7 separate regions of the Mus musculus genome follow, and all the other regions are linked to region 5. A link is a contact called in public promoter capture Hi-C data. All regions are on one chromosome and are shown on one strand. Each heading gives the region's core, a stretch centred on a gene start, on an enhancer-like site or on the middle of the called end of the contact. The rest is flanking DNA. Distances are from core to core; before and after follow the strand shown. Region 1 holds the start of Cenph (centromere protein H). Region 2 overlaps Slc30a5 (solute carrier family 30 (zinc transporter), member 5). Region 3 holds the start of Slc30a5 (solute carrier family 30 (zinc transporter), member 5). Region 4 has its middle 15 kb from the start of Gm36475. Region 5 holds the start of Cd180 (CD180 antigen). Region 6 holds the start of Sgtb (small glutamine-rich tetratricopeptide repeat (TPR)-containing, beta). Region 7 holds the start of Erbin (Erbb2 interacting protein).

Region 1 (3,162 bases), core at 503-3,002, 1.9 Mb before region 5:
CAGAGGCAGGCAAATTTCTAGGTTGGAGGCCAGCCTGGTTTACAAAGTGAGTTCCAGGACAGCCAGGGCTACACAGAGAAACCCTGTCTTGAAAAACAAACAAACAAAAACAAAAACAAAAGATGCTTGAGCCCCAGGCTCAATCATTACTACTGCCAAAAACCATCCCTATCACTGACAAATTATTACAGATTACGGTAGAACTAAGAGTACTGATAAGCTCAAAAAATAGTTTGTTCTTCAGCTGTCGTGTTTACAACAGACATATCTGTATATGACTAGGTATGGTCCTTAATGATTATAATTCTAGCACCTGAAGGCAAAAACAAAAGATTACTACAAGTTCAAGGTTATAGCCTGCCAGTGTTTGCCTTTCCTTTTGTTTCGTTTCGTTTTGTTTTGTTTTTTTGAGGCAGGGTTTCTCTGTGTTGACCTGGTTGTCCTGGAACTCACTCTGTAGACCAGGCTGGCCTCGAACTCAGAAATCCGAGCCTCTGCCTCCCAAATGCTGGGATTAAAGGCGTGCGCCACCGCCACCCAGCTATAGGCTGCCAGTGTTTCACAGCAAGACCCTGTCTCAAAAATTCAAAACAAGTCTGTTATGAGTTTTAAAAAAATTTTTAGATGTATTTATTTTATGTATATGAGTACACCATTGCTTTCTTCAGACACACCAGAAGAGGGTATCAGACCCCACTGCAGATGGTTGTGAGCCACCATGTGACCTCTGGAAGAGCAGTCCAAGTTCTTTAACCACTGAGCCAACTCTCCAACCCTTTGTTATGCATTTTAAAGGTCTGCAAAAAACCTGTTAAATTTTTTTTTCTGCAAAGAACCACACAGCAAATAATTTAGGACTTGGCAGTCATATAGCCTGTTTTAACTATGTAACTCTGACCCTGTACCAGAAACCTGTGTCCCAATAAGCTGTATGAACACTAACATTTAGATTTCATGCATTACAAAATGTTTGGCTCCTATCTCTATTTAAATACGGAAAAACTATGCTGTAGTTGAGCTGTATGGCTCTTGCTACGCATACACCAGACGCTGCTTTTCTTAGCTTGAAGAGTTCACCATAGGCAGTAGGATAAACTTGGTCCAGGCCTTAGACTAAAGTTTCTGGCCGCCAAATTTTCTCTAAAAACTGCTGACTGGGGAGCATCATCGTCCTGGTAGGACGATAAACAACCGAAGCTTCTGGTCAGCAAAGGGTCTTGGTCCTCAAGGTGGACTGTGTCCTGTAACTTGGCGGTAGGTACTGCTCAGCCAGCCCGGACCACAGTGGCAAGACAGCACCGGAGGCCGGGTCGCAAGCCTGGCTCAAGACGGGCACAGCGCCACGTCCTCCTGCAGAATGTCCCACCCCAGCCCACTAGCCTCTCTGCGCGGAGGGCATCTTTTGCGGCTCTCTTCCCCACTGACAGGCCTAAAGCGGTGAAACTGATGGTGCCGCAAGCTTCGGAGCCCTAAATCAGCCAGGGAACCTGAATAGGAACCCTGAGCCTCCCGAGTGGGGGCGGATGCCCGCCGGGAGCACCTGAGCAGCAGGCTGATACGGTCCTCGATACGCTCCTCCGCGGCCTGCGACAGACCCCGCTTCTCTTCGCAGGCCTCAGCCCCGGCCTCAGACCTCTCCCGCGGCTGCTCCTCCATTGCAAAGGCCCGCAGGTTTGAACGCCACAGAAAATAACCCAGCAGTTCTTCCCGCCACGAAATTGGTTTCCGGAAGTTCCTACCCTTCCGGAAGGGTCCCGCCCCTTCCGCCCTGAGTCCCTCCTTCTGCTTCTCCCCTTGCAGCGGGTTGCCGTGGTTACCGTGCTGCGTTCCTTTTCTGAGGCTTCTTTCCACAATTGATTCTATTCCTCTAGCTAAGACTTTCACCAACACAGGCCATCGAAGCCTGTGGGTAGGGATAGATGGAGACGGGGCTCAGTGGTAGAACTCTTACCTAGCATGCCTAGTGTCTTGAGAAAACTTAGGATATAACTTAAACTGTATCTTTAGCGTGGCCCGGAGGGGTAAAACTTAGTGCTTAAACAGATGTCAACAGTCGTCCTGGCTGGCGCTATTATTGCCCCTATTATTACACTCCAGGTCAGGGTTTGGAGAATGGGTTTGCCCTGCATCAAATTCCCTCCAGAACTGGAGTTACACGCAGTTGTAAGCCACTTGATGTGGGGGTTAGGAATCGAGCCTGGGTCCTCCAAAGAGCCAGTGCTCTTAACCGCTGAATCATCTCTCTAGCTTCTACTCTCACTTTGAGAAAGGGTCTCATGCAGCCAAAGCCGATCTTGGACTATCAATCCTCCAAGTACTGTGAACCTGCAATATTATATTGAAAGGCTTTCTTGCTGTTCCGAGAACAGATCTGGGGTCCCTATTATAACTCCTGAGGGCCATACCTTTAGTTTAGTGGAGAAATGAATGCCTCAACCAGGAGGCAGTGCTGGCACATGCTCTCCAGACTTTACCATGCCACTAACACGCCCTTTCAGTTCCTGGCACGGGTACTCCATCCGACTATCAGTGAAAATTCTATCAGAAACTGGAAAGGGTATCTGCAATCCTAGAGCAGGAGGTTGGGCAAAAATGTGATGAGTTCGAGGCCAGCCTAGGATACACAGTGAGTATGAGACAGAGAACATGTCAAGATCCTGTCAGAGGGTTGGGATTAGAAATCACGTTGAGAATTGGGTGCCCCCAGTGTCGCTGACTTGACACTTGAGCCTTGACGTTGAGAGGCGAAAATGCTGTACATGAGCCTTGCGTGGTCACTTGAGGGATAAGTCCTTGCAGAACAAACAAAACAGCAGCTCTTTGAAGGGGAGGGCTGTGGTCCTTCATAGCTTTTGTCCAAGTTGATCATACCATGCTTATTGTTAACACAGTCCTGTTATCAAAGTACTACAGCTGCCATTTGTCTTTTTAAAGATTCATTTATTTATGTATATGAGTACACCGTAGCTGTACAGATAGTTGTGAGCCTTCATCTGGTTGTTGGGAAATCAGTTTAGGACCTCTGCTCACTCCAGTCAGCCCCCACCCCTCACTCAGTCCCTGCTTGCTCCAGCCCCAAAGATTTACTATTATAAATAAGTACACTGTAGCTGTCTTCAGTTGAACCAGATCTTCAGTCGAACCAGAAGGTGTCAGACCTCA
Region 2 (3,314 bases), core at 458-2,957, 1.9 Mb before region 5:
GAACTTTCACTGAGCAGCGTCCTCAAGGCTTCCACAATGCTGCACTTTATAGAGTCCCTGCTTCCCTCTTCCTCCAGTGTTAAGAGCCTTGGGCATACTTGGCAAATACTTTTCACTGAGCTATAATCTTAGGCATCTTTTAAAAAAATCATGAGTAGTAATTGTACCCCAATGTTGGAACAGGGTGACCTCAGTTTCTTTAAAACATGGAACTGTTCTTGGAATGTGTTTTCGTGCTCCTCCGAGGTGTAGTGGATAGGAGTGAGTTTACTTCAGAGTAATCTTTACTGCTTGCTGCTATTATTCAACTAAATGTTTAAACTATCCTTTATATGCCTCTATGGAAAACCATGTTTTTCCACGTGCAGCTTGTCATTGTGATTGTATACAGCCTTTCCTTTTTTAACATTTATTTTTATTTGATGTCATTGGTGTTTTGCCTGCATGTACGTTATGTGAAGGTGTCAGAGCACCGGAGCTGGAAGTTACAGACAGGTGTGAGCGCCATGTGGGTGCTGGGAATTGAACCCAGGTCCTCTGCAAGGGTAACCACAGGGCTCTCAAACAGAGTTGATCACTGCGTGAGACTTTAGTATGCCTCATTACTGGCTCCATTTCCCCAGGTCCCAGGCCTCTAGAGCACTGACAGCACAAGGCCGATATTTAATGGAAACAAGTGAGCGCCTCAGCTCAGGAGCCAGCTGAAAGGCAGCACAGTACTCCCCAAGGACTCACCCCTCATGTTCGCATTCATGCCTCCACCCGTGAAGCCGTGGCTGTGACCGTGATCATGGCCGTGTCCATGTGCATGGTGTGAATGGCCGTGATCAGAGTGGCAGTTTCCTTGAGAAGCGCCATGGCCATGGCTGTGGGCGTGGCTGAAGGCACAGATACCAATAAGGTTTACTATCAGCCCTCCGACGGAAACTGGCTAGCAAAAAGGAGAAAAGAAAAGCTTTAATTTTAAAGCTTAGAAAAAAAGTTGCTATTTAAAAGTTATTATATAGCTATATGTTTTTCTACTGTGACTTTAGAAACTATTCATAGTAAACTTCACTAAATTACCCAAATAAATCTATAATGCTGAAAATGTGAATTGTAAAGTATTTTGGAAGGAACATTCTAACTTTCAGATACCAGAAAAAAATGGTACAAGGATTTGAACTTAAGTGATATAGAATGGCAAATCCTGGCTGGGCATGGCGGCACATGCCTCTAATCCCAGCATTCAGGAAGCAGAGGCAAGTGGATCTCTGTGAATTCCAGGGCTACCTAGTGAGACCCTGCTCAAAACAGACAGACAGGCACATCCTTGGTCCAACTGTACAACTTAACCAAATCTCCAAATTACTTTTAATGATTTGAGAATTAATTGTTTATTTTCCTACTATAGGTCAATACTAGAGGGCTGGAGAGATGGCTCAGTCATTAAAAGCACTGGCCAGCTCTTCCAGAGGACCTAGGTTTAATTCCCACGATCTAAATGGTGGCTCACAACCATTTATAACTCCAGTTCCAGGGGACCCTATGCCCTCTCAGCCTCCATGGCACTAGGCATGCTATGTGGTATATATATACATGCAGGCAAAATGCCTTACACATACTTAAAAATCCAAGTGCCAGCATAAAAGACTTAATGATACACAACTCAGGGTCTTAAAGATACATCTTAGTATGAAGAATGACTGACTAAACAGCAACCTCAAGTCAGGGCTGCTAAAAGGAGATACAGCAGGGATACTGACAGGAAGCACCTGGGAAACTGTGGGGATGGAAGAGAAGAGTGACTGTTAGGGCAAGTTTCCAACAGAACAAAAACAAGCAAACCTCCAAGGGCTCATAAGGGCAGAGTGAAGGAAAGGACATCCACAGGGCCGGGGACAGGAACAACTAAAGGTGTTATGATACTTATATAATCTATTGGGGAAGTCTGTACAATTTTTATATTCTTCTCTGATTTTATCTTTAAGAATGTACAAATGCCCTCAGTTATTTAAAAATATAACTTTGAAAAAAATTAAGTCATAAAGGAACCTGTATGTTTTATATATGTAATATAACCTTATATTTGTCTAAGATCTTTGAGAAAAGGATTAATTTCTTTCTTTCTTTCTTTTTTTTCTTTTTTGGGTTTTTCGAGACAGGGTTTCTCTGTGTAGCCCTGGCTGTCCCGGAACTCTCTGAAGACCAGGCTGGCCTCAAACTCAGAAATCTGCCTGCCTCTGCCTCCCAAGTGCTGGGATTAAAGGCGTGCGCCACCATGCCCAGCAAGGATTAATTTCTAAGAGTCTGCAGTAACAATGTAAACATTGTAGTCTTTGTTTATTGTCGAGGCATAAATTTTAAGATCTCACTGTGTGCCTGAGCTATGAATGGTACACACTGCCCAATATGCAGTGTTTGTTCTACATACACACACTTATGATAAAGTACAAGTCAGGCCTAGGAGACTAAAAGCAAAAGTAATGGAATAGACCCACTGCAACAATGCAATGCACCAAAAAAGCCAGAGTTCTTCTGACCATCTCCAAAGTGCTGGGATTAAAGGTATGTATGCAATCACTTAAAACCTCAAATTTAGAGCTGGGTGTGGTGGCGCACGCCTTTAATCCCAGCACTTGGGAGGCAGAGGCAGGCGGATTTTTGAGTTTGAGGCCAGCCTGGTCTACAAAGTGAGTTCCAGGACAGCCAGGGCTACACAGAGAAAGAAACTCTATCTCAAAAAAACCAAAAAACCAAAAACCTCAAATTTATTTAAAGGATTTTTCATTTAATAGACCATGATAAACTAGTTACCAAAACCACAGAAAGTGAAACAGTACATAAAGGAGACAGTGCACTAAGAATGAAGTTATGCTGATCTAAACAAAATTTAAACTATACTATATGGTAACTAGCTAACCTTGGTAAGGAAAAGCCGTCCAAGTGGAAGCTTAAACAGGAGAAGGAAGACTTACTGTCAGCATGTTTGTGTCTAGTTCCGGAGGATCGATCAGTCTAGCCACTGATTCCATAAACACAAAAAATGCTATCACGATCAGAAAAAGCCCATTAATAAAGCCAGAGAGAATCTCTATTCGGCCATACCTAAAAACACATAATATTTTTTAGAAAAGAAATGACAAATATTTTAAAAATATAAACATTATAAGCTTATAATAAAAAGTGAGGAAACAAGCCCAGCTTTTTATACTAATACTGTAAAATTATCAAAATTTAAAATACGAATAATAGTAATATTAAAAATAGTATTAAACATTGTAAAATTTTATATATACAAAATCCTTCTTTATGCCCTACTTACAAAGAGCCTT
Region 3 (2,880 bases), core at 358-2,857, 1.9 Mb before region 5:
AATTTGTGCACTCAGGCATAAAAATAACCACACTGGAAGGATCTGATCATTTCGAATGTTGCAGTTAAGATCCAGTGCTCGAGCATACAGAAAACTCTGGAAACCTGAAATCCCTTGAAATTCAGCCAGCTCTGAGTCAAAATTTGAATTCTGTAATAACCTACGATAGAAGGGCAACTCTGCCAAGCAAATAATACAGGTAAGTTGGCAAAGGATGTTTACCACGTTTAAACTATTTATACTCTCACTCTCCCCCCCCCCCCATCCTTGAACTGTTTGAGAGTAAATGAAGTATATCACATTTTACCCTTGTATTTCCTAAAAATATGGCAACTCTGCTATGAAATCTGGAGTTATCAACAGGAAATTTAACAAAGATCTGATACTTTAATCTGTCTCCATAGTCCAATTTTGTGACCTGACCTAGTCTTGTCCCTTCTATTACTTCCCTTTATTACCAAACCATAGCACTAGCCCCTTCTGCATCTAGCTGTTTTATGGTCACTGGTTGACACGTGACATGCTATAAATGAATTGCTGAAAATAGACAGAAAACCAAATGCATTCTGCAAATCCCGCAGTTGGTTTAAATTCTACTCGGCATATGGGTTCCACCCCCACCCCCCCAGACAAAAGTTAGCTGGTATCGCTGTAACCACGGTCTAAGAACCTTTTCAAAAACAATCACGAAATCTCATCGTACATACTGCTAACCAGTTTGAACGAAATTGTTGGGCTTTATTTAACACCACCTCAGAACTTAGGACAGGACCTAAGGGCACAACTGGCTAGAGGCTTTAGGAAAAGGAAAATAATTTAGGCTGGAGGAAAAGTAAAGAATTTCCACGCTACGAATCCCCGTACGGCATGAGTTTTGGGGGAGAGGGGGAACGTACATTTCGTACTATTAGAATAAGCCCCCACCTCTCCCCACAAAACCACGGCAACGAAAACTCGATGACAGGGTTGCATTTTTGCTGTGCTGTATACCCAAGTTCATCGGCTTGTACTTTGGTTTCTTCGCCTGAGACGGTGACACCTTGCGCATATCCTCTGGGCGAGCCGTGGGACAGGCTACGGAGCCCTGCGTTACTTAAGTGGCAGGGAGGGACATTCAGATCCTCTCTCTCTAGGGACTGGAACCTGGCAGGCAGTGCGTCCCGAGCCCAGACTCCCGCCCGCTCGCCGATCTCAAGCCACGGACCGCAGAGGTAGCCCGCGGGGTCCGAGCAAGGCGGGAAGCTTGTCCGCACCGCCGGCGGCCGTGGAATCCCACCTTACCGGGCGCTGGGCACGTCCACCGGCCCGAGGCCACCGCCGGGCCCGGGCCGCGCGTCCCCGCCGTACTTCTCCTCCATGCAGGCTCAGGAGCCGCTGCCCGCGCCGCGGGCTCTCCTCATGGCTCGCCGCCGCTGCGGAAGCGCGGGCGCAGGCGCGTCACTCCCCCATGTCAGCAGCGTCCTCGCAAGCTCGGCAGTCTCCGCCGCTAGCCCGGGCTCGGCAAGCAGGCACACGCACGCTGGGCGGGACTAGGCCGCGGGCTGTTCCGGCAGCGCCGTTCCCCGGAGGCCGTACGGGCAGGAACGTTACCGGGCCACGTCATCCGCCCCGGCAGCCCTCACTCCCGGGGGAGTGACCAATCCTGCGCCTGCGCGCTGGTGGACACGTGGCTTCGCTTCACTCAGGCTCCTCCCACCGCTGGGAAGGCTCCGCTCGACCCGCCCCCTCCTCGCGTCTTCAAGAGAAGCCCCTAAGAGGTCCCTGCAGCGCCACCTAAGGTCCATCTTGGCTACAGCGTGTTCTCCTCGCTCGAGGGATGGATGGATGGTCCCCTAGAAAATGCATATTTGTGTTAACAAACAGAGCTTAGCCCTTTGCTTCAGGGTTCTTCTTTCTTAAACGGCTTCACTTTGTAGCCCAGATAGACCTAGAACTCAGCATGTAGCCCAGGCTAGCCTCATAAACCTGGATGATGAATTTCAGGCGTGAGCCACATATAGGCGTTGCTAACTCAAGTGCATTAACGGTTTTTTTTTGTTTTTTTTTTTTTTTTTTTTCTAATGAGAAAGCTAAAAGTTTTTTGAAGTGCCTGTGACTCCCACAAAGAGATTATTATTTTTGGATTTCTGATGATACGATAACGCAGAGTGGGAGGCTAAAACAATGGAGAAAGGCAACTGCTTGTGGATTTAATTGTTGGGCAGGAGTACAGGCTAACCTGCTCAAGTGTGTGAGAGGGAACACAGAAGGAAGGGGCTACAGGTGTGCTATTGTAAACAATTTTATTCCCTTTCTAAAAATATTGATTTTCTTCAATCCTGTCTTTGAAATGATATTACTTAGTGTAGACATATCTATATAAAAGCTATTTTTTTACAGGTACCTGGGTCTCTATTGGTCTGAGTCTCAATAATTGTGGACATCTTGGTCAGCATGGTGGCGCATGCTTCTAATCCCAATTATAGCCAGAGGCAGTTTGAAGCCAGCCTGGTCTACATACTGAATTCTAAGCTAGCCAGGACTACAAGGTGAGATCCTGTCTCAAAAGGAACAAGAAAAGAAATAAACAATTGTAGTCACTTGACCTATCTGTTGTTTAGTTTTCCTCCCGTTCGTCGTTTGTTGTTGTTATATAGAGGCAAGGTCTTATGTAGCCTAGGCTGGCTTCCAACTTGATATATAGCTAAGGACGGACTGGAACTCTGGTCTCCCTGCTTCTGTCTTCCAAGTGCTGGCATTATAGGCACACACCCCCTTTCCGGAAAGTAGGAATAGTAATATCTATATTATAAAGCTGTTCAGAGGGAATGTGAGTGGCATTTAGTATTACTCAGTAAGTGTTAGCTATTATTACTGAGGGAGGTTTGGACTGGTGATTTG
Region 4 (3,260 bases), core at 48-2,547, 1.2 Mb before region 5:
GGGTGTACACTTCAGGGAGAAGACAGTTGCTCAAATTAGTGACAACCTGACAGCAATGAGCTTTTGGTGTCTGGCAGAGTCTGGTCAATCCTTAACTCAGTCACTTACTCATTGTGACCTAGAACAACCCTCGGGCAGCCTCCGTTTCCTCATTTACAGAATAAGGGAAATAACATTTAACTTGAAGGCTAAATTCGGGGAGAGGACAAATGAGACTAGTAGGTATGTGTGATCTTTGTTTCCTTAAGCTACTTTCAAAATTGGGCCACTGGACTGACATTCTATAGAGACCAAGGACATGGTTTCCTTGCAAACATAACACACATCTTTCTATATTTACTTAACATTTATTTGCATATTTGTCTACTTTCCTTATTCAAAAGGACTGTACATGGTTTATGTGGACAGTAAACAATCTATTTTTCTTATATTAATGAAACTCTAAAGAAAATCAAAATATAATATCTATTCTGAGGCAAATTATAAGTTTAAAAAATATAAAACTTTTCTAAGTCCATGAGGGGTTAATTCCATCAGTTTAAACTTCACTCTAGTTTGTGTCTCCACAGGAGACAGGAAGCAGGAACCTTTATCTGTCTTTACTTGTATGTATAGAATTCACCACAGCTGCTCTACATACCATGACCTGAGCCACCCTGTGTCTAGACTGACTACACCAGGCAGTAAGCTGGCCAAGATCTTTCTGGTCAGGCCTTGGCAGCGTGAAGGGAGGAAGATGCCAACATTATTGCCAAATGGATGGCTCATATTTTCCTTCTTTGTCTATGTCGATGGCAGTCATGTGTTTCTCATGGTGCCCAGTTGTGCAATTAATGAAGCAGGCCCAGGGCCAGGAGAAGGGCCTACGGTAGGTAGGGTTAGGTCTTCCCACTAAGCCTTCCTCTGGGTTGCTACTGCATGTGTCTATCCCAAATTATCAGCAATGATGGGCTGAACCATAATAAAACTGAGGAGTATAAAATAGGGACCAAGTGCTAAAGATGGCCGGATTGGGTGGTTTAGAATGAGGAACTTGGTTTGGTGCTGATTTTAGAGGCAGAGCGTAGCCTTCAAGATGGCCTCAAAATAAAGATGAAGAGACAAGGAAAGAGTTAAGTTGGACCTAGTTGAAGACAGTAATAAACTCATTCTCAGGTGGCTGTGGTCTGTCAGAGGTTTGCTGTATATTTTAGATTCTCCCCGGGCAGTTCTGCCATGGGACAATCCATCCACTAATTCTCCCACATTAGGTGCTCCAGCACACAGGTGGCCAAGGTCAGGGAAAAGAGGACATTGGTTCTACTGAAACAATGCGAAAGTTCTTTCGATCTGGACTGCTTAGTGTAGCAATGCTGTCCTCTGAGCTGAACTCTGAGGCAATTTCTTTCAGAGTTTCTCTCCAGGGCAGAGAGAAAGCTCTCTGCCCTGGAACATATAGCCAGTTTTGGAAGAGGGAAACCAGTGCTCAGCTATAAAGAAAACACAACCCCCCTTTGGAAAAAGACAAACAGCAGGAGGGAACCCTTGTTCACCGCTGGTGGGAATGCAATCTAGTCAGATCTCTACAGAAATCAGTGTAGATGTCACTTAAGAAAACTAGAAATACACCCTACTACTTAATCATTTATGTTATATCACTCTTAGTTATTTACCCCAAGGACACCAAGTCAGCATGTCTGTTCTAGTTAGTGTTCTGTTGCTGGGAAGAGACATAATGATCATGACAACTCATATAAAGGAAAACTTTTAATTGGGGATGGCTTTTAGAGTTTCAAAGGCTTAGTCCAGTCTCATCATGGCGGGAAGCATGGCAGCATGCAGGCAGACATGGTGCTGGAGAAGCAGAGCGTTCTACTTCTGTGTTGGTAGGCAGCAGGAAGGAGAGAGATACTCGGCCTGGCCGAGTATTTGAGCCTTGGGAACCCTAAAGCCCATCCCCAGTAATACATGTCCTCCAACAAGGCCATACCTCCTAACCCCTGTCAAGTAATACTACTCCTTAATGACCACGGATTCAAATATATGTGCCTATGAGGGCCATTCCTATTCAACCCACCAAGTTACAGAGATACTTGCCCATCAATATTTACTATAGGAGTATTGTCAATAGCTATGTTATGGAATTGGCCTAGATGTCCAAGAACAGCAGAATGTGGGAAACTATCACACACATACATGCATACACATGTATATATTAGATATATAGAATATATATTAGAATTTTTTAGCCATAAAGAAGAATGGAGTTATGTCATTTGCAGAAAAAATGGATATAACTGAGGATAAATATATTACGTGAATTAAACCAGTTTCAGAAAAACAAATATGTTTCCTTTTCTTTGTGGTGCCTAGATTTTCTGTAGTCCCCTAAAATTATATTATGCATAGATTAAATAAGAATGGAAGAGAAATTGTCTAGGGGAACAAAAAATTAAGGAAAGGAGGAAGTGATAGAAGAGAGGGCTGAGATGGAGAGTAAGACAATTCTATGCCCTGTATACATTATATGCCTGTGATTGCTAGTTTGTTAGGTTGGCACAACCTTCATCACTTGGAAAGAATGTATCAATGAGGGATTTTCTACATTGGGTTGGCCTGTAGGAGATTTCCCTCCCCCTGCTCTAGAAGGGGAAGGGAAAAAACCCACCTCTGTTTACAAGGAATACTCACTGTCAAAGAATATCAGCAATTGTAAAAAATGCTTTAAAGCCAAGAATCTCAGACTTAGAGATTATATGGTCTTGTGGTTTGTTTTCCTAACCTAGTCTGTGGCTTAAAAAAAAACCTAAAAATGGCATAACCTAGAATTGGGGAGAAGTGGCAAGGCCTCTATAGGTGGGGTGCATGTCTCATGGCCTCCTGCACTTTCCAGAGCTCTTTCTAGAGCTAATTTGCAACTGTCCTGACTCCTCTTGGCATCAAAATCCCTCTTGGTCCAGAAGTAGATGTGGTCCATTTAAGACTCTGAGAGTATGAGGTCAGAAAGCATCTATGATGTCTTTAGTAGTAATGTCTATATGGGGAATAAAATAAGGGAGTGGGATGGTGGGAATCAGGGCATGGTTATCCTGAAAAGATGCTATGTCTTTCCTGAGAGATACCTTCTGCCTTACTGAGGTGCCCAGCACTAGCCTGAAACTGAAATTCAGATTCTTCCCAACAATATTTCCCACTACAGGGACAGAGCAACCTTCCTGGATGACCGTGTTCTCTCTGTCATGAAACTCTAGGACAATGGTTCTTAATCTGTAGGCTGAGAC
Region 5 (3,020 bases), core at 28-2,527:
GCTTAGCCCCTTTGGTTCCTCACTGTGAGGGGTGCCTTCTGTGAGGTAAAGTGCCCTGCCATGCACCTTTATTGGCTTAGATCATGTTTTGCAAATAGCATCTTCAGAGGTATGCTTGTTGGTGAGGATGGCATTTTATGGAACGCCTCGTTACTGAGAACATCCCTAACGAAGCCCAAAGGAGAAGCTTTTCCTGCCCCTGTTCAGCCTCTGCTGAAAGAGAGGAGTGAACATCCCTTGTCCTGTCTACTATTCAAGTCTATTCAATTGTTTTAGAAGGCAACACCAGCTATCCCCCATATATCAACCGGTTCAAGGTCAGAAAAGACCTGTGGTAGCTAAGTTCACTGGGTAAATGCTTGATCTTTTTCTCTCCCTGCCACTCCTTGATCTTCCAAATAATTACTGCCCCTATTGCTTTTTTCTCCCCTCACCCCCTAGAAAGGATTTCCTGTAACCTGGGCTGGCCTCAAACTCCCTCTGACCTTGAGTGACCTATCTTCCTGCCTCTATCTCCGGAATGCTGAATTTCTGGTGGGTATGCCCATGACTGTTTGTTGTATGGGATGCTGGGGATCAAACTTGGAAGTTTAATGCATGCTAAGAAATCACTCTAACAACTGACTTATTCAATGTCAAAGCTATTTCTAAGGCAAAAGGGACCCCAAGCTGATATACTTATTTCTGCTCCAGCTGTCTTGTTTAACTTTGAGCCTTTTGTGAAACCAGACAAGGGGCTTTCACCTGAGCCATTTTAACAGTCCTAAGTCACTAGGGTGAGAGAGAAAGTAATCTGTCCACAGAAAGAACAGCAGTGGTCCAGGAAGCAGATGAGGTTCACTCAGCTAGCAGGACCGTTGGGCCTATCTCCTTCTGCCCCAGTCCCCAGTGTCAAAGCCCTCAGGTTTGCTGCAGGAAAGCACTCTGCCCTGCTCTACCCTTCTCCTAACCACTCACAGGGACAGCTAGAAGAAGTGGTGTCCATTGTGAGTGCAGCAAATTCCTACATCCACAGACTCTCACAAGGATAGAGACTAGAAATTGGCTAAGTGGCCCAAACCCCTTGAAACTGGCTTCAACGCAGTGGGAAGCATCGTAGTGAGATTCTAGAGAGCTGCACAACTCATCCGTGTGTTTGACAGGAAATGCAGTAGGCCATCATGGGGTAGGGCTCTTAGTTATTTTTGGCCAAGATGGTTGGTATGCAAAAAGAACTTCCCCTTTTTTTTTTTTTTTTTTTTTTTTCCTTTTGCATGACAGATCCACAAATGCTGAGCAGCTCCCAGCATTTCGGTTCTAAGATCGACCTTCTGAGCACTTCATTGCCTGCCAAATTGCCAGGGCTATTAGAGTGTGATTAGATTGCTTGGCTCTGAGCATTAGATAATCCTACGCAGCTGGGCTTGCTCTGGACCTGGGATGGCTCCGGACATCAGCTGCTTCTTTTTAGTGGCCCTCTTCTTGGCCAGTTGCCGAGCCACCACATCCTCAGATCAGAAGTGCATTGAGGTGAGTCCAAACTATTTGTCTCTACCCAGCTGCTGACACTTGCTGAAAAACTTGAGATATCGTATACAGATTCATCTGAGCTTTGGCTCGCAGTCTCTACTGTCCTGAAAAGGACAACGGGAGATATCATCAGGGGTTTGGTGCAAAGAGCAGATCCCCTCAATCCTGATGCCTAAAGCTGTTTGTCCACTGTCCTAGGACATGGTCACTCCCCACAGAACCCTTTGGTTTCTTAGCTGTCTTGAGAAGGGCTAGTAAAGACAGGCTCATGCCAAGATTCAGAAAATTTATAAGGATCATTGTGAATACAGATTGATCTTCTCCTCCAATTAGACAAACCCTTCCATCTGTAGGACTAACCAACCAGAGTAAATCTGAGACCCGAGGCAACTCAAACCTTCTGGTTTAAACTGTAACAATATTTATCAATGCATGGGAAACCATGAAGAGAATGGAGAGAGAGAGAATGGCCTCGATCTTTTGCCATCTTAAACCTCCCTACCACTGTCCTTGACCCTGGCCAGTAGCCAGTCCACGTGGGCCTGCTTGACAAATGGCGAAGACAGAAAAGACTGTGAGCCTTGATGGCTCGGTTAGCCGCTTTCCTACTTGGAGACCAAAAGGAGAATGTAGGCCAGGGATAGCTAGAAGTCAAGGGTATAAATTGAACCCAAAGCCAGGACTGGAATAAAGTCTGGAGCAGAAATAAACAGAAGCTTGTTAGCCTTGGATTTGGGTAGACTCGGGATGCTCCCAGACTGAGCAGAAATAGGATACCAGGGAAATCCAAGGCAGGGATGTTATATTAGTTTCTTTGGGTTTCCAGAAGCAGAGCTTCAGAGTGAGGGATTTTACACAGTAGGAATGTATTGTTTGTCGTTTCTGGAGGCTGGAGATCCAGGATGGAGGTAACAGCAAGGTTGTTTTCCTCTGAGGACTTTCCCTTGGCTTATCGTTGGTTGTCCTCTTGTGTCTCTCCCCATGCTTAAGTGTGTCTCATTTTCTCTTATTGGGACATTAGTCATGCTGGCTCAGGACCTACCCAGCATTCCTCATTTTACTGTAATCATATCTTGAAAGGCCTTCTCTCCAGTTATAGTCACTTGAGGCATGGTGTCCTCGGAGTTAGAATCAGTGGCAGGAGTACATGGTTGGGAGGATGGGACACAACTCAGCACATAAAAGAAGTAAAAGAGGGAAGGGCCTTCCTTCAGCAGCCCCAGCTCCACTCACCACATTTAAGCTGGGAGCTCAATGTCATGCATCATGTAGATGTCTTAGGGGGATCAGGATGGGGACATCACCTCAGTGACCAAGGACAAATGCCAGGCACCTGCTGACATCATCTCCAGATGGAATGGTCCTCCCATTCATTGGAGTTTCACAGAGCAAGGCAATATGCAGTGCAGCACTTGTGGGAAGTCAGTCTAGCCCTTCTGAGGCCACAAGGAGTCCAGGAAGGAAGCTTCCAGCGGAGGTACTGAGCCATTCAAACTACCCAAGGATGACAC
Region 6 (3,126 bases), core at 334-2,833, 1.4 Mb after region 5:
AGCCACCATGTGGTTGCTGGGATTTGAACTCTGGACCTTCGGAAGAGCAGTCGGGTGCTCTTACCCACTGAGCCATCTCTCCAGCCCGAATGTCCCAGTTTTAATTGTATATGGTTAACTATCGGTAGATATAATCGACAACAACAAAATTAATGTTCCTAGGTTTTCAGCAATTTTTAAAGGTAAAGGGGTCTTAATATTAAAAAGTTAGAAAAGAGAGCTAGCAGCGTTATAATGGAAATTTATTCTCTCTTCTTGCTTTCCATTAAATGGAAAAAAGAACTTCATTTGACAGCTTTACCACTTCCAGCCTGGAGACCAGAAAACAACAAACCTTGCTCAAATAATGGTCACAGTCATCAGGTGAACTCTGAAGAATCACTATTGTCCCCTGGGTGCACAAGGGCTAAGGAACACAGTGATCCACGCAGATGAGTGGCAAAGCACAATAGAAAATGACGAAAAGCAGAAATGCTGATGGTTGAAATAGTTGTGTGCACATCTACAAACCCCACAAAGTTCTTTTTTCCCCGTTGAACTTTCACATGAAATTTCAGTGTAAGGCAGATTTGGCAATGGGAGGTGGTGGCGGCTTTGTTCCCGAAAACCCGGCATATCCGTGCAAAGAATTTAATTCTCTCACCATTTTGCTACTGGTCTGTTGCAGAGGGGTGTGGTTAGAGCGCTAGGAAGCAATTCAAACCGTGTCCAAGCAACAATTCTGGACCAAGTCAATTTGCCAGGTTAAGAGATCGAATGTTTTAAGGAAGGAGGGATATAAAAATGAAGTTAGAAAGCAAGGACGGAAATAAGTATGAAAACCAAAGCGGTCTCGGGTGTATATTAAACGCCTGGACCGCTAACAAGTGCATGAGGTGCGTACGAAAATGCTTGCTTTCTGGAGTCCACAGCTGCGGCACTCTCTGTATCAGGTCCGCAGGTCTGAAGGGCGCGTCGGTCTATCCTTCCGTATTTATTTTGGGTTGGGTCTGTGAACCCAACAATTCTCACAGACTGCGGCTGAAGCAATCCCAAACAAAGGGGAAAGGACGGCCTCCTGGGGGAAGCGGCAAGGGAAAGGTGGCCCCAGGTTGCTGCACCAGGTGTCCCTACAGAGTCCATCAAGCAGGCAGAGGGAAAGAACAGTCCCAGAGGCATCCTGGGTGGGTGTAGTAGGGCTGCACCAGGCCCCACGGCTGTCGTCGACAGACGACCCCACCCTTGCCCACGGTCAAGGTTAACCCGCCCACTAGAGTACCTGTGGAGGCCTCGCAGAGCCGAAAGGCACAGGGTGATCATGGGCAGGCCGGGAGGCCGGCAGCAGCTGGCGCGTGGTCCTCCGGCTTGGTAGGTGCAGGAGGCGGGCGGTGGAGTCTGCGAGCCCGGAAGCCGAGAGCGGGCAGAGCGGAGCAGACCAGATCTCGAGACTGAGGCCGCTAGCCAGCGCCCTCCCACGTGCTGCAGGCCCACGCCTACGCCGTGGCCCCGCCCCTAGCCCCGCCCCGCATCCGGCTCCGTCCCCGCCCCGAGTCCATCGCCCCGCCCCTCTCTCTGCCCCGCCTCCACCCCACCCCTCCGTGCCCTGCTCCGCCCCTGGGGCGGATCCAGCAAGCACTGTCGTCCGAGAGCCTTGCGAGCAGCCGGGTGGGCTGAGGGGGCGGCGGCGGCGGCAGCATTGGAGCGGGGGAAGTTTGGGAGCCGTGGCCCCCTCTGCGATCCAGAACACCGCTCAAGCCCCGAGGACCGCGGGGACAGGCGGACCCGCTTCCCGACGCCCCCGGGCCCGCAGCCGTCATCTCGTGTCCTCTCGTGGTAAGGGGCTTCTCTCTGGAAAGGGTGCGTCTCCCGCAGCCCCAGATGGAGGCCTGCACCGCGCACCCCCTGCAAACACTGTCTGGGCTGAGGCAAAGCCGGGGTACAACGGGGAGGGAACCATGGGGGTGGGAGGTGGATGTGATTGGAGATGTAGGAGGGGAAGCTTGGAGGAGGTTGGACAGCTCTCCCCACCCCCATTCTGTTTCCCTCTTCTGCCCCGGGTCCTTAGTCAGAGAGTGAAATAACCTCTCTGGCCTAGGGAGTAGATTCGCCTTTAAAAGAAGTACAAAGCTAATAAACATCCTAGAAGCGGGTACCACACCCTGGCTGTGAATTAGGGATCCCGGGGAGCAGATTGCTGATACGATTTAGTGGAAATAAGCCATTAATGCCACCTGGCCCTGCGCCACTGTTTGGATGCATAGTATTCCATGTGAATGAACGCGGCCAGGAGCTTCCAGCTTGTCCACGAGAGCACAGCTACTGCAGGCAGGGGCAGATCGGTTTGTACTATCTATCGGGTTAGACGGTGATTTCTGACCAGTGTACTGATTAAATAGAAACGCCGGGTTTTAACAATAACACTCAATGGTTGAATAACCTTTCCACAGAGCCTTGTCGTCAGCAAGTGACTCTTAACCTACAAAAGTAGTAGAGTATAAATGATTAATACATTAAAAAAAATCTCTTGGAATAAAGGAAGATGCTCTCACTATGGCTCACATTCTGAGTCAGCAGTACGAGATCTCCCTCAACTTAGAAGCGAGGCCTTTCAAGGGTGATTCTCCATATGTCTGCACTCCTATACTTTCTTGTATCTGTATCATATATGCTGTTAAGACACGGTGAGCTCTAGGCGTTGCTACACATGTTTTGAAAATCTGTCTTTGTTATTTTTATTTTTTTACTGATGCAAGCTTTAACATAGTTGAATAGTGCTGGGTCTGAATGAGCATGTGGAATACATGACTATAACCACTTGTGCTTTCTGGACCCTTTAAAGAGAGAAAAGTAATCAAGGTAATGAATATTTTTGCTTTTATTGCTTTGAACTTGGTGGATGACCCTTGTTATTTTCTTCTTCTTTTTTAATCAAGGAGATATTTAAGCGTCTAAAATGTCATCTGTGAAGCCCCTAGTTTATGCAGTTATTCGTTTCTTGCGGGAACAAAGTCAGATGGATGCATATACTTCTGATGAACAAGAAAGTTTGGAAGGTAGGCACCTATTGTTTGTGTCCTAATTTTGTAAAGAAATACTAAAATAGCTACAATCCAAAGCTTATGGTTTTTAATAACAAAATCAGAATAT
Region 7 (3,171 bases), core at 553-3,052, 1.2 Mb after region 5:
ACCAATAAAATAAAAATGAAAACAAAAACTCTAGAGACCAGGCCCTAATAACACAACAACATAAATACTGGAACGATTCTCCTTTTGAAATGTACTTAATGAAAGCCAAACAGCCAAGAACAAGTTGTGAGCTCACTTGATCCTGATCTTTAAAACCTACCTTTCTTCTTTTGAACTAAAGGAAGTCAACTCTTTTTCCTCAGGTTTCTGGTAATTATTCTGGTAATATCTGATTAAACACCAATTTAAGCTTAAGCTACATCTACCTATAGTTAATATTTATTTAAAATACAGTATTACCTGTCACTTCCCTTACCACAAAAGTACTTGGAGGCAGGGGGAGCAAATTAAACTTTAAAAGACACACACAATTGAAACACTACTAAGGGAAAAGACAGCAGGGTTTACTGCAACCAAAATTAGTTCTACCCATAAAGAAAACTCCATCGGTTCAGAAGCGTCCCTAGGTCTGACTGGTGGAATGTCTGCCATGCTTCACGAATTCCTGCCCGAACAGTCCGTACCTATCACTTATTAGGCAGAAGCAAACAAAAACAGATGGGCCAACACACATACAACTGCAAAACAGCGCCGCTTTTTCCGCACAGTGTGACTCTTCTGAAAATTTTAAGGGTTTTATTTCGCTTCCCTTCCAGTGTTGTTCCTATTCGGAACTGCATACAAGTCCTGACCAATCAACTACTTGCAGGTGTTTGGCGTTTTGTTTTGTTTTTGTAGCCATATCCTTCTCCGTCCTCATCCCTAATCTTTACGACATTCTGTTTCCTAGAACGCCAGTTTCAAGAAAAATCTAGCAGCTACTCTTCAATCAAGTAACCAAACAAGCACTGTTAAGCTACTGACTGAAAAGAACGCACGACTTACTACTACTACAAGCGGCGCCTTCGCTGTCCAGAAAAAGCAATCGGGAATGGCAGGCAGCCGGTTTCTAAAGTCCAAAGAACCAGACGTGTTCTACCGAAACGACCTCCGCGTAGGATTAACGCGAAAACCAAAACAATCGGCACCAACATAAACAAATGTGGCAGCCATCTCAGGGAGAGGGAATCAATCTCTCCCCGCAGCCAGAAGACTCAACTTTCTTCGGAAACAAAAGTTGCCAGCCTCAGCAACTTGATATACAATGTATACGTCCCGGAGCACTAAAACTTCTGGCCCTCCTGCTCAACAAAGGAACTCTTTCTTCCGATGGCTGAAAAACTTTTCGTCCCACCGCATTCTTACAATCCCCGTCTTAAAAAGAAAGGAATCCAGACGGTAGACGGGGCGAGGGGGAGAAATCAGTTCTACTATTCGGCGGCTAAAATGCCAAGGCACGGGAGAAAGAAGGGAGACGAGTCGGGCAGAGCGAGGTGGACTAAAGTACCGTCGCTTCCGGCCCACGAACTTGGCTCGACGCTTCCCGTAAAAGAAAGAAAAAAAAAGAAAGAAAAGAAATTACCTCTCAGGGTGTCTCAGGGCAGCCGTCCCGAGGCTCGGCTTGACATGGTTCCCTGCCCTTCCTCAGTGGCTCCGGGCCCCGCCGAGGCTCCCGTGAGGACGAGGCGGATGTGGAGCTGCCGCCCGGCCGGCCGCAGCAGTGCGGCTGCTCCGGTGGGGGCTGGGGTGCGGGCTGGCTTCCTGCTCGCGACTTGTGTCAGGAGTTTCCCAGCCCCGGCTCGCTTCTCCGCCGAAGGAAAAAACTTTTCACTCGTGACACCGCCCGGAATTGCCGTGCGAAACTCACTTCCTGCCTGGGTGAAAAGCAGGCTCCAGCTCGGGGCCCGGGAACCCGGAACCCCGGGGTGGCGCGCCGCGCCGCCGAGGGGGAGGGGACGGCGCCCGCCCCGAGCCGCGGAACCTCGCGCGGCCCACGGGGGGCGAGGACGCGGAGCTCGGCCGGCCTGGGCCGCACTAGGCCTCCGCCCCCACAGCCGCGCCGCGCGGGTATTGTCTCGAGTGCGCCGGCCGCGCCCTGCGCCCGCCCGGCCCCCGCCGCTCCGAGCCGGAGCCGACCGGCCGCGCAGGCTGGAAGGCGACCGTCCGTCGGGCGGTCCGACCGGCCGGCCCTGTCTCTGCCACTCGCGCTCGAACCCTCCGGGCTTCCCGCCGCCGTCCCTGCGCTCTCCTCCGTCCTCTTTCCCTGCGGTCGCGGCCGCGGCGGCGCGGTCTCCTCGGGAGCTCGCGGGCCCGCGCCGGGGGCCCAGGCTGCGTCGCGCGCCGCCGCGCCACCTTCACTCTCGAGCGGGAGACGGAGAGGGGAGGCGAGGCGGAGGAGAGAAAGGAGGAGGCGGACCCGGGCCGGGCCGGGGTGGAGGGAGTTTCTGCTTCACAGGCCTCGGCGGCAACAGCGCCACCGCCCCGGCGGCTAAGGGGGCCGAGGCTGCGCGCGGCGGCGGCGGCGGCGACGGGGGCGGGGCGGGCTCCCGCGGGGGCGCCCCAACCGCCCACAGCCAGGCGAAGGCCGGCGCGAGCCAGTCAGCGCGCACGGGGTCTACGCGGTCGACGTCGGCGGCGGGGGGCGCGGGCCGGGGGCCGCGGGCCGGCGGGGAGGCGCGCGGCGGGAGGCCCGCCACCCACCCTCCCGAGGCCCGGGCCGCCGGGCTCCCCTCCGCCCCCCACGACCCCGCGAGGCCTCCGCCGCCCGGGCCGATCGAGTTTCTTTGTACGACCGTAATTGGTGCAAAGAGGTTGTTCGAGTGCAGCCCCGATTTCCAGGCAGCAGGTATCTCTTTCAGCTGCAGCACTCCGACGCCTCTAATGGCACGCTCAGGTTGCAGGAAACCACCGCCGCTGCTCCGTGCAGCTTCTTCCCACGCCGGGCCGGCCTCCGAGCTTGCTGCAAGCGGCGACGCGGCCGGGGGCCCCTCCGAGGAGACAAAGCTGGTGCTGGGAGGCGGGGAGCGTGGCCCGCGAAATTGCCTCAAGACGGTGCCTTTGTTAGAGGAAACATTGGATGCACTCCGAGCGCCGCGAAGCCTTCCAGCCCCTACGCTTTCGGGCGTGCAGTCGTTCAGTCAGTCGCGCTGGCCCTGGTAGTTCTGCCTGGCAGGGTTTGCGTTTATTGCAGAGAGAGACTTAAGCATTCTGTCAACACATATGGCTTAGAAAGCTTCAACCATAACATTGCCGTTTTTACAGTTACTGCTTTAAGTATGTTAGCAGACAGAA

The links. Promoter capture Hi-C pulls out the DNA fragments that hold promoters and counts their contacts.
Region 1: a promoter capture Hi-C map of pre-B cells shows a contact between it and region 5. The contact joins the promoter of Cenph here to the promoter of Cd180 in region 5. A contact is called at or near these places in 4 of 39 promoter capture datasets (the 3T3-L1 cell line, the C10 cell line, liver and 1 more), 1 of 484 Hi-C or Micro-C datasets (B cells), 2 of 115 datasets of contacts at active chromatin or transcription factors (both in embryonic stem cells) and 1 of 9 other capture datasets (liver).
Region 2: a contact with region 5 is called in a promoter capture Hi-C map of pre-B cells. The contact joins the enhancer-like site here to the promoter of Cd180 in region 5. A contact is called at or near these places in 5 of 39 promoter capture datasets (the C10 cell line, liver and pre-B cells) and 2 of 115 datasets of contacts at active chromatin or transcription factors (large pre-B cells and pro-B cells).
Region 3: a promoter capture Hi-C map of pre-B cells shows a contact between it and region 5. The contact joins the promoter of Slc30a5 here to the promoter of Cd180 in region 5. A contact is called at or near these places in 13 of 39 promoter capture datasets (the 3T3-L1 cell line, the C10 cell line, the HPC-7 cell line and 6 more), 1 of 484 Hi-C or Micro-C datasets (B cells) and 7 of 115 datasets of contacts at active chromatin or transcription factors (astrocytes, bone marrow-derived macrophages, embryonic stem cells and 3 more).
Region 4: a contact with region 5 is called in a promoter capture Hi-C map of liver, with 2.8 times the contacts expected there. The contact joins the enhancer-like site here to the promoter of Cd180 in region 5. A contact is called at or near these places in 5 of 39 promoter capture datasets (the HPC-7 cell line, embryonic stem cells, hematopoietic stem and progenitor cells and 2 more), 1 of 15 datasets of contacts at CTCF or cohesin (large pre-B cells), 1 of 115 datasets of contacts at active chromatin or transcription factors (microglia) and 1 of 9 other capture datasets (liver).
Region 6: a contact with region 5 is called in a promoter capture Hi-C map of pre-B cells, with 4 times the contacts expected there. The contact joins the promoter of Sgtb here to the promoter of Cd180 in region 5.
Region 7: a contact with region 5 is called in a promoter capture Hi-C map of pre-B cells, with 3 times the contacts expected there. The contact joins the promoter of Erbin here to the promoter of Cd180 in region 5. A contact is called at or near these places in 2 of 39 promoter capture datasets (hippocampal neurons and pre-B cells).

What each region holds. Positions count from the first base shown.
Region 1 is chr13:100,774,147-100,777,308 of GRCm38.p6, forward strand. It overlaps Cenph (centromere protein H), which reads right to left and starts at 1,753. Exons shown (of 9, transcript NM_021886.2): 1 at 1,541-1,753. The coding sequence starts at 1,656.
Region 2 is chr13:100,808,349-100,811,662 of GRCm38.p6, forward strand. It overlaps Slc30a5 (solute carrier family 30 (zinc transporter), member 5), which reads right to left. Exons shown (of 16, transcript NM_022885.2): 12 at 2,958-3,087; 13 at 736-931. Among named protein-coding and RNA genes, the nearest start is that of Slc30a5, 23 kb to the right of the region's middle. Within about 2 kb of position 1,708, at least 6 of the 459 cell types and tissues checked have an H3K27ac peak or open chromatin away from gene starts, as enhancers often do. A contact at or near this core is called in pre-B cells and pro-B cells, where this site is marked.
Region 3 is chr13:100,831,820-100,834,699 of GRCm38.p6, forward strand. It overlaps Slc30a5 (solute carrier family 30 (zinc transporter), member 5), which reads right to left and starts at 1,608. Exons shown (of 16, transcript NM_022885.2): 1 at 1,282-1,608. The coding sequence starts at 1,358.
Region 4 is chr13:101,523,659-101,526,918 of GRCm38.p6, forward strand. No RefSeq gene overlaps it. Among named protein-coding and RNA genes, the nearest start is that of Gm36475, 15 kb to the right of the region's middle. Within about 2 kb of position 1,298, at least 27 of the 459 cell types and tissues checked have an H3K27ac peak or open chromatin away from gene starts, as enhancers often do. A contact at or near this core is called in liver, where this site is marked.
Region 5 is chr13:102,692,281-102,695,300 of GRCm38.p6, forward strand. Cd180 (CD180 antigen) reads left to right here and starts at 1,278. Exons shown (of 3, transcript NM_008533.2): 1 at 1,278-1,509. The coding sequence starts at 1,420.
Region 6 is chr13:104,108,158-104,111,283 of GRCm38.p6, forward strand. It overlaps Sgtb (small glutamine-rich tetratricopeptide repeat (TPR)-containing, beta), which reads left to right and starts at 1,584. Exons shown (of 11, transcript NM_144838.2): 1 at 1,584-1,812; 2 at 2,913-3,032. The coding sequence starts at 2,933. Nln (neurolysin (metallopeptidase M3 family)) reads right to left here and starts at 1,457. Exons shown (of 13, transcript NM_029447.2): 1 at 1,259-1,457. The coding sequence starts at 1,299.
Region 7 is chr13:103,918,784-103,921,954 of GRCm38.p6, forward strand. It overlaps Erbin (Erbb2 interacting protein), which reads right to left and starts at 1,803. Exons shown (of 26, transcript NM_001289473.1): 1 at 1,463-1,803. It overlaps D130037M23Rik, which reads left to right. Exons shown (of 1, transcript XM_006517803.4): 1 at 1-3,171. The coding sequence starts at 1,210. The coding sequence ends at 3,039.